Linked DNA regions of Ctenopharyngodon idella: region 2 is linked to region 1. The links are chromatin contacts, called in public Hi-C maps. All regions are on one chromosome and are shown on one strand. The core of a region is the stretch at or near the end of the contact, and the rest is flanking DNA. Distances in the headings are between cores, read along the strand shown. Region 1 holds the start of stpg2 (sperm-tail PG-rich repeat containing 2). Region 2 holds the start of LOC127512748 (ras-specific guanine nucleotide-releasing factor RalGPS1).

Region 1 (5,517 bases), core at 1,741-4,240:
TTGCATCACAGAAATAAATTATATTTTAAAGTATATTAAAATAGAAAACCATTATTTTAAATTGTAATAATATTTCACAATATTACTGTTTTTTCTGTATTTTTGAACAAATCAATTCAGGCTTGATGAGCAGAAGAGACTTCTTTCAAAAACATTAAAAAGATGCAATGATCCTACAAACAAGCTTTATTATCTTTATGCAAAATATTACTCGTTATATTTATCTTTTGATTTTAGGTTGAAATATTACTTATTTCTTTGTGAGATTCACCTTTTTCAAATTTGTTTTGCCTTAATAACAACACTTTATATGATTTATATAATGCATAACAATAAAACTAAATTATAATCCAAACTAATGTCTCACCTTCACACTCTTCTCTGGATTGGTTGTTCTTTTCTCTGAAGGTGAAACATTGTTCGTAACATTGTACGCTCCCGGCCCCGGCACATCTGACACCACGTCATCAAACCGCCTGGATCGATTCTGCAGACTGTTTCCTCCCAGAATATGATTCTGCAATATTCCAGTAATTTTGCACTTGTCACTGACATGTTAACTGATTGCACAGTGATGTTAAAACCATAACGTACCCTGGTAATGTCACTGTTATACTGTCCTGGTCCAGGAGAGAGGAGACCACTGCCCAACCCCAGGAACCCAGACTCTCTACTGGACAGCGAGAGGAACGGGGCATACGAATCTGCAGAAATGCATCAACAATTACTCTTTCAAATAATAATAACTATTATTATTATATTAGTATTAATACAAATACAATAGCCTAGTTGATTGATTACAGGTGCCTAAACTATTAAAATAGAGATTCAAATAATAACTAAAAAGAGTTGCACAACCCTAATGCCATATGAGAAACTTTTATTTATTCTCTAATCTAGTTCTTTAGAAAACTTTAAATTAAACAACATACTGGTCTGAATAAACCTAATTTAACATCAAGAACTATAGCAACCCAAGAAAACTATACAGAGAAATGGTTGTTGGTAAGAAGAGATGTCTGCAAAAAAAAAACATTGAATAACCTTTTATGTAATATGCTTCTTGGTAAGGTTTAGAACTGCCTCACGAAAATTAACCATGGTTTTATTATAGTAAAAGTGTAGTAACAACGTTTTTTTTCTTATTACCATTTGTATAAACACAGTTTTACTACAAATACCATGTTAAACTATGGTTAGTGTAGCAAAGCTATGGTTAATTTGTGGTTACCATGGTTTAACTACAATAACAATAGTTTTTGAGTTTTATTTGTATTAAAACTATGGTCAATTTTAGGGCCAGTTGCATAAACTCAGCCACTATGTTAAGACCAACTAGCAGTTAACCAAAGGGTTCATTTCCATCTCGCTTTTCCAGTTCAATTTTTTTTTACCAATCTACCTTTTTATGTAACTGTCCTTAAAAAGTTATGAGCAAAATTTAGATGACTAACTTTCAAGATTAGACGGCCACTGGTCTTAGGCTTTAAAAAAATGAAAATTTCATGTTAAAATGAAACTTACTGTATTTGCCGCTCAGAGACCTGCTGATATTATAAGATCCTGGTCCAATTTCAGTCGTGGTGCCGCTTAATGTCAAATGTGTGAACCTGGGAGCTCGATCATACATGTTGATTAATTATTTATATTGTACATTGATGAAACGTGTTTAATTAACTAATGTAACATTATGAGAGCAGTGAAGTGTCTTTCAGTCACTTCACAAACTCCAGTCACTGGAGCGCGTCGCGGCGTTGCCTGGACGCCAATTACGAATACGTTGATGTTCATGAATATTAATTAGGTAAAGGAGACGTGCTTCGTAAACTTCCTGAAGCTGCCAGTCACTTTCTTAAGCTACTTAATATTCATGAGTTAATCCGTCGCCTGGTCACTGTAACGCGGAAAAACACAAAACTAGGCCAATGTAGAGAGTTGACTCAATTTAATAAAATAAATTATATACACACACACACACACACACACACACACACACACACACACACACGACTGCTAAATGAATTTAGCAGTCGTTTTTATCCAAAGCGACCTACAAACAAATGGGAAAAAACAGAATTAATTTATAAGGAGCCAACAATATTATCCGCGTCACGATATTTAATTTCAATAAAAAAAAAAATCCTAGAAAAGCTTAAAGCAAAAGGGAAATTACAAAACTAGAAAAAAAAATACATTTTATTTTTTTATTTGTAAAGTGCTGTTAATTTATGGTTATAGTTGCTATAAAGTGTTTTACTGCCCCTAAAAAAATTGAAATTAAACGTTTTGGCTGTTAAAACGAAAACATTTTGGCAGTTCATCCGCGCCGGCATGTGGCGCTGTTCACTAGCCTGCGCGAGGATCCCCGAAGAACCGTAAACAAAGAGCTCCAGGCGGCGTCCGAAATCGCATACTCTCGAGTAGGTATTCTATTTCATTTCAATCAGTACTTACTTAACAAGCACTTAAATAGTACGTACTATATAGCCTGAAAGAGTGATATTGACGTTATCACGAGGCGCATGAGCGACGGGTTTGTAAATACCTTGATATTGATGAAACTTGCGCATTTTGTGGTCTTGTTGAAAAAAACAGCTGCCCATTTATTTTGTGATTGTAGTATAACCAATACATTTTGGGCTGATTTATGCTCTTATATCTTTAACCCTACTAATGTGACCCACAGTTTTATCCTTTAAAGACATTATTTCTTTTAATCACGAAAACCCAAAATCGTTATCTCCTGAATATGTCGTTATTTTTTTTAATTTTATATGCAAAATTTTTCATACACAAGCAAAAGTGGCTTAAATCTCCTTTATTCCTCTTTTTCTTTAATTTAAGTCGCGTTTCATCCCTCAGGCTTATAAAAAAATTTCTGATACATTATGATGAATTATTCAAAGCTATTTAACCTTGTCATTGTGCTTTTTTTAGTGTATATATAATCTCATACTTTGAGTGAAATCTTTAGTTTTAGCAGATGCACCTACATGCCACTAGAGTGCAGTAACCATCGATATTTCCAATAACCACAGATCCTTCCCATCAGATCCTCTCAAACCACAAATGGTCAACGTTAACTTCCTCCAGAAATCAAGTGAAAAATGACAAAGTTTAGACCAAGACAAAGCTGTGTTCACTGCATTTAATGGCTGTACAGAAGAATCAGCCTTTTAGCTGATAAACCGCAATGTACCACAATGGCAAACAAGAAATAATTTAGCAACATATTATTTACATGGCAACACAACAAGAGTTAATTCACAGTCATAACGTACATGCTGTACATGTGTGTCTGTGTGTTTATGAAAGCAGTCGCTCCTCAGACAATACAGAAATAAAAACGTGTCTCTTCAACAAAAACAGTTTTAATTCATACACACATACAAGGCAAAACTGATGCTAGATAAATAATACTCGCAACAAATAACTACTAATCACCATCAAGAGTCAGTTTGCTGTGTGCAGCGATATTATTAGACTCCGAAGAGTATTTTAAATAAATCTGACAATTCACTGTAAAAAAAGGAATAAGTTTGTACCAAAAGGAAAATTTTGTCATTATTTACTCACCCTCATCATGGCGTTCCAAATCTGTATGTTTTTATTTTTTACGTAGAACACAAAATGAGACATTTTTGATGAGCTCTTTCCATGTTACAGATCATTGTTATTCACTATCAAGCTCCAAAAAAGTACAGTAGTCTCATAAAATCGTACACTATATTCCAAGTACACAAATTTCTTATTTATGCAACTTATTTCATACACTGACAATTAAACCCCCAAAATGATTAGAAAAACACCATAAAAGTACTCTATGTGCATCATGCTCTCTATTCTAAATCTTATGACTCCAGAATACAGAGCATGATGCACATAGAGCGCTTTTTTGTTTTTTAATGATTTTTTATGTCCTTTTCTTTTGTCCCACTGACAATAAATCAGCATACTGGAGCAAACAACATGAGGAGTAAATAATGGGAATTTTCCTTCTGAACAGAATTATTCCTCTGATTCTGCTTCGTGTCAGATTTCTGAAGCTGATATGAATGTACTCAGAGATGTTGTATTGTGGATTGTGTGTCCAGTGTTTCTCCTTCAGCTTCATTCAAACATGCTTATAAAAAACACACACACACTTCATTACAATCATCAGTCCTGCACAGAACTATAAGAAATAAACGAACAGACAACTACATTATTAACCAGTGCTGTTCTTTCACTCGATCTGAATTGATCTCAAATCAATACTAAACACTAAAACAGCATCTCCTGACATCGTTGGCTGCCGTCAGATGGTTCACATTCTTAACTAAACTGATAATCAGGCATAAAAGAATAGATATCTCTTCAAAAATCAAAACTCTTTCCAGTTAATTACAGCTGTCGTATCTGCACGTCATTGCATGTATTCAAACATTCGGCTGATCCGTTGATAAATCCCACCAAAACATGTCCAGGTCACATTTCACACCAGAACTCAAAATAATTTATGTTTTGCATAAAGAAAATCGAGTCTATACTTCATCTTTTTTTAATCCTTTTCATGACAATGAAGTACATTTTAAGCACAACTTAACTGCATTACAGTATAAAAAGCATTTAATAATTAAAAAAAAAAAAATCAATAAGCATAAATTAAAGACAGTATAATAAATATGACCATGATGTATAAATACTTACAATTTAAATAATATATCAGTGTTTTTCCCCTACAGTAATGAGAATTTGAGGGTTAAATGTGCTTAATTGTCACGAAAATAATGTCTCAATGCAACAAATCTTTAAGCAAAATATCACAACCTATTTATTTCTATTCATTTGGGGGTGAGATATGTATGACGTGGACATGTTTTGAAGGGTTTTGTGTGATTCATCCAGTAAGTGAATGTAAGCGCTTAGGATTTCAATGATAATGATCTCACAATTCAAAAGAAGCAGTTCTTGTACTTGTGAGATGAGCTAAATGGAAAATAAGTGTGTTATCCTGTTGTGTTTTTGAGTGATCATGATATAAAACCGTTTTGTCCTGTTATAAGGAACCCTTTCAAAGAAAAATAAATGTGACAAACTCAAACTTTGCCAGTTTAAGTTGTGAGTTGTGAGCAAAACCTACTTAAAATCAGGCAAAACCTTCATTTGACAGAAAAGTCACTAGAATTTGTTAATACTTAAAGCCCAAAACTAGCTTTTACGAGTATAAAATGGCTAAAACTGAAACTGGATTCAGAATCCCTGATGTAAACAAGTCACACTCACAAATATCCTTCAACCAGATCACTTTCACATCATAACGTTAACCAAAAATAAAAATCACTGTGCTAAAAAGATATCTTGGCAACCATTATGTGTCTGTAACTAAACCATGAACCAGTGCGAGTTATTATCTGGTTTAAACAGCATCATCAGTCTTCAGCGTGAGGAACTGTGCTGATCCACATGTGTTTTGTTTGTTACGGCTCTTTGTGGGAGCAAATGCCTGTTTGGCTTTTTAGTCTTTTTCCAACGGGG
Region 2 (5,517 bases), core at 2,198-4,697, 150 kb after region 1:
CATTGCATTGCGTTCATTTAATACCCTATTGATTACAAACAAGCAAGCAAATACATATATGAAACGTCATCAGTTTCACTTTCACAAGCATATGCGCATAAACAAGACAGCGGCACATATTATTACAAGCAGTTGAATTGTCATGGCCAGCCCAATCTCCAGACCTGAACCCTTCTGAAAACCTATGGAATATGATCAAGAGGAAGGTGGATGGCCACAAGCATCAAACAAAGCCAAGCTGCCTGAAATTGTGTGGCAGGAGAGGCATAAAGTCACCCAAAAGCAATGTGACAGACTGGTAGAGAGCATGCCAAGACACATGAAAGCTGTGATTCATGGAAATAAGGATTATTCCTCCAAATATTGATTTCCTAAACATTAGTGTTGTGTTGTTTAAACATGAACATGACCTGGTTGTCTTCGCATTATATACACACACCGATCAGGCATAACATTATGAGCACTGACAGGTGAAGTAAATAACACTGATTATCTCTTCATCACGGCACCTGTTAGTGGGTGGGATATATTAGGCAGCAGGTGAACATTTTGTCCTCAAAGTTGATGTGTTAGAAGCAGGAAAAATGGGCAAGCGTAAGGATTTGAGCGAGTTTGACAAGGGCCAAATTGTGATGGCTAGACGACTGGGTCAGAGCATCTCCAAAACTGCAGCTCTTGTGGGGTGTTCCCGGTCTGCAGTGGTCAGTATCTATCAAAAGTGGTCCAAGGAAGGTACAGTGGTGAACCGGCGACAGGGTCATGGGCGGCCAAGGCTCACTGATGCATGTGGGGAGCGAAGGCTGGCCTGTGTGGTCCGATCCAACAGACGAGCTACTGTAGCTCAAATCGCCCAAGAAGTTAATGCTGGTTCTGATAGAAAGGTGTCAGAATACACAGTGCATCACAGTTTGTTGCGTATGGGGCTGCATAGCTGCAGACCAGTCAGGGTGCCCATGCTGACCCCTGTCCACCACCGAAAGCACCAACAGTGGGTATGTGAGCATCAGAACTGGACCACGGAGCAATGGAAGAAGGTGGCCTGGTCTGATGAATCACATTTTCCTTTATAATCACGTAGAGGACCGGGTGCATGGAACACATGGCACCAGGATGCACTATGGGAAGAAGGCAAGCCGGCGGAGGCAGTGTGATGCTTTGGGCAATGTTCTGCTGGGAAACCTTGGGTCCTGCCATCCATGTGGATGTTACTTTGACTCGTACCACCTACCTAAGCATTGTTGCAGACCATGTACACCCTTTTATGGAAACAGTATTCCCTGGTGGCTGTGGCCTCTTTCAGCAGGATAATGCGCCCTGACACAAATCAAAAATGGTTCAGGAATGGTTTGAGGAGCACAACAACGAGTTTGAGGTGTTGACTTGGCCTCCAAATTCCCCAGATCTCAATCCAATCGAGCATCTGTGGGATGTGCTGAACAAACAAGTCCGATCCATGGAGGCTCCACCTCGCAACTTGCAGGACTTAAAGGATCTGCTGCTAACATCTTGGTGTCAGATACCACAGCACACCTTCAGGGGTCTAGTGGAGTCCATGCCTCGACGGGTCAGGGCTGTTTTGGCAGCAAAAGGGGGACCAACACAATATTAGGAAGGTGGTCATAATATTATGCCTGATCGATATACACACAGCTGCTTGTTCCAGTTATGTAAAAAGTACACTGACTGATCATTCTGAACAGTATCTTTGTCTGTGTTTCACAGAAGAACGGATTTGGACCTACATGAGGGTGAGTAAACTTTTCATTTTTAGGTGTACTATTTTGAACCTTTCCAGAAGAAACAAAAATTTATGACATCTGCTCACAACAAGGTTATTCACGTTTGCCCTAGTCAAATAAACCTGCACTGATGAGTAGAGTATAAGGCCAACAGCTGAGTACTACACCGGTTCCTGGGCTGAGGAATGCTCTGGCTCTCAGCCATCAGGAATAAGATGTTGGATTCCTTCTCACTTACTCCAAGTTTCGTCCTGATCAATTACACACATCTCACATTGTCTGCAATGCAAGTGCGTGAATTGCATAGTAGGCAGTACAAAAGACACTGCATCTGGGAAAACAATGGCTTTTTCAACAACAAAAAGCTGCTTTGATACTGAAATGACATAAAACTTGTAAAAAATAAATAAATAAATTAAAAAAAATTACAATGGAACTGCTGAATAGACCAACCAGACATATGCGGTTTATAATATTTTTTGAAAACACTTCCATTCAAAGAAGCATGTGGCATTTACATCATCTATTAAAGGGATAGTTCACCCAAAAATGACAATTCTGTCATCATTTACTCACCCTCAAGTTGTTCCACATCTGTATAAATTTCTTTGTTCTGCTCAACACAAAAGAAGATATTTTGAAGAAAGTTTGTAACCAGGCCGCTTTGGGGCACCATTGACTTCCATAGTAGGAAAAAAAAAATACTATGGAAGTCAATGGTGCTCCAAAACTGTTCAGTTTCCCACAATCTTCTTCAAAATATCTTCTTTTGTGTTCAACAGAACAAAGAAATTTATACAGGTTCGGAACAACCTAAGGGTGAGTAAATGATGACAGAATTTTCATCTTTGGGTGAACTATCCCTTTAATATTACAAAGTTTACATATAACAAAGACTAATAGCCTATTTCTGAAAACATAAAACAATATCAGAAATACAACGCTGTATGTGAAAGCTCATTAATACGAAATCGCATAGCATTGTTTGTAAAGTAATTTGTCATTGTTAATTAAAAAAAAAGCCTATATTAACTTTATCCCCAAATATCTGAAAAACAATACAATACCCTCTTTAATAAATAACTTAGCCTAAGTTAAAACAGTGCATTTATAGCCTATGCAAAAAAATATTGCAAAGCAAAATGTCATTGTTATTATTGCTTCAAAGCTATTAACAAACAACATGAACATTATAAATGACAGAAATGAGCTGCGGTGTCTCAGGAGGATTTTGAGGGTCGTGCGCGCACACGCCTAATCATACGCGCACCTTGCAACATGTAAGCGCCGCGGTGACGCGCACAGGGCTGTAACCTTTCACCTTTACTAACCCGTCTTAATGAATGACGTGCACAGACTGTTCCTAATCAATACTCCATCGACCCATCCATACCATCAATCAAATCAAAATTTGGTTCGCCTACCTTATATCTTTGTAGGCTACTGTATGATCCCGGATCAATGAGAAGAAACAATCACGTTCTTCCTCCAGTCATCCATTAAACGTGCTGAACTGCGCATATAATCCAAAACAGTGCGTATGGTTATTATTCCAGAGCGTCAAGACGATGTTATACGTTTAAAAATGTAAATACATTTGCGACAGATGTACACAAACATGGCAGAGATACACAAATATCATACTGCCAAAACAAGCGAAACATTCATGGGCAGGAAGTGTCAGGTAGGTTCCTTTGATCTAATGGACAGGTCAACCGCCCAATCACACGCCTTGTACGAATAAACAACCCCGCCCCCTGCGAAGCGCTAGCCAATCGCGTTGAAGCACCGGGTCTATGTGAATTTGAAGTGGACGCGCAGGTGCATCTGAACAGTAGGGATGTCTTCCTCTGCCTCCCGATGTCCTGTAATTTAACACTCAAACATTTAATCAACCTTATTATAATCTTAACTAAATTTCATACTTAAAAATCAAACATTTTCTAATAAAGAGTAGATTTTTATGATGCTTTTTAAGTGAAGTTTACAGGCAGTACATTAACACCAGGAACTCTTTAAAGATAAAAGCAAAAGATTTTCTGTATTTGTGAAGTATTTATGTGATTTATTCTTTCCTATGTACTTTTTCATGATAATATAATATTTCATAAAATATTAATCAATAATATAATAAATATAATATTTTATAATACTACATACGATAAAAAAAATTATATTAAAATGTATGTTTATATATATTATATATATATATATATATAATATATATATATATATATATATATATATATAGAATTAAAAAGCATTGCAACCATGTTTATACACACACACACTCACACACACATATATATAATTATATATATATATATATATATTAAACACAAGGAATCTAGTTAAATGTAGTTAAATGTAAATGTATAAGCTGAGACTGCCATCTACTGTCCGAAACATGGAATTAAAAAGCATTGCAACTCGAATACAAAATGAATAATAATTGTGGACACAATTGTTCTTTGTGCAACAAAACAGGATTTCCAGTACAAATAAAACATTTATTGCTAAACACATTTTTGTACAAATCTCACAAAGTTTCACAAAGTTCTTCTATAAGAAGAAAACACAACAGAAGCGTAAGTGGAAATGATGCCGTCCTGAAGGAAACGTTTTCTGATAAACAGATTATTATGACAGTCCTGTTGAGGTAGTGATCCGTCCAACATCATAAAGCTTTGCCTATACTGATTAAGAAAATTTGGTCACTAGAGAATATATATTTTTATATAACCGTCTCCAATTAATAACCCAAAAAGTTTCTGTAACAAATCAACATATAATCATATGCTTTTTTTTTAACCAGAGTACATAAGCTATATCAAAAGATTGGTTGAATTTATTTTTCATATTACTCCAAGAATTGATATATTCTTAATGTTACTGATAATTTGACTTCTATATGTTTTCATCTGCGAGGCAAAATCCTTCACATGTTGTTTCTGCCTATATGATTGTCACTTGTTTGTTCTGTTTGATATAGAAATTTGCACATTCATAATAAAAAAAAATATATATAATTCAAACACTATTTACATACTACAAATAAACAAAATCAAATGACGATTGCCAAAAAGACACGTTTGAGTGTTATACTAGCTTATAACACTTTCAGGTATAATTCAATACTCTAAGAAAAGCCCTATTTATTAGATCTAAAACTATAATAAAATGAGCTTACATTTTGTTCTAATCCATGCTCCTTTGTGTCTTCTTAACACATCTTAAAAACTACTGAATACCACAGCATCTGAGGTATTGATGTAACAGTTCAAGCACAAAAAGACTGTAATACCAAACTACTGAAAGCCAGACATCCAGCCATCCATTCATGGCACATTCTGTACATTAGATTATTAAAATAATACAAGTAAACACCCAACTGCTTATGTACAAGTGTTTTACAGCCCTTTCAAAAGTTGTTTGCTTTTTGTGCTCTTTTGCTTTTGATGTTTGCATGAAATGTCTTATAAAGATGTGTTCTCAGTTTCACTTCAATGGTATTTGATATTTACAAGTGGCTGTGCTTCCATATTTCTCTCTTAAATCCACTTCAATTCAGTATACAGATGAATGATATAAAACCCATCAAGATCATGTCCTGGTCATATTTCTCCCAATAAAGAAATAAATAATTAACAACAAAACAATAAAAAGTTATATTTTGCATAAAGAATAGTAAACTCTATTTCACTACCATTGAAAAATATGAACATAGTGAGAATTCCCATTTAGAATACTGAGAATCCCGAACATCTAAATGAACTGG

What was found. A called contact is a pair of places that touch in the nucleus more often than the background predicts.
Region 2: a contact with region 1 is called in a Hi-C map of muscle, with 4 times the contacts expected there. The contact joins the promoter of LOC127512748 here to the promoter of stpg2 in region 1. A contact is called at or near these places in 2 of 2 Hi-C or Micro-C datasets (both in muscle).

Annotation. Positions count from the first base shown.
Region 1 is chr5:40,071,170-40,076,686 of HZGC01, forward strand. It overlaps stpg2 (sperm-tail PG-rich repeat containing 2), which reads right to left and starts at 2,991. Exons shown (of 14, transcript XM_051893971.1): 1 at 1,525-2,991; 2 at 595-704; 3 at 368-517. The coding sequence starts at 1,630. It overlaps LOC127512748 (ras-specific guanine nucleotide-releasing factor RalGPS1), which reads right to left. Exons shown (of 20, transcript XM_051893969.1): 20 at 3,135-5,517.
Region 2 is chr5:40,219,423-40,224,939 of HZGC01, forward strand. It overlaps LOC127512748 (ras-specific guanine nucleotide-releasing factor RalGPS1), which reads right to left and starts at 3,448. Exons shown (of 20, transcript XM_051893969.1): 1 at 3,164-3,448. It overlaps zbtb43 (zinc finger and BTB domain containing 43), which reads right to left. Exons shown (of 2, transcript XM_051895083.1): 2 at 4,229-5,517.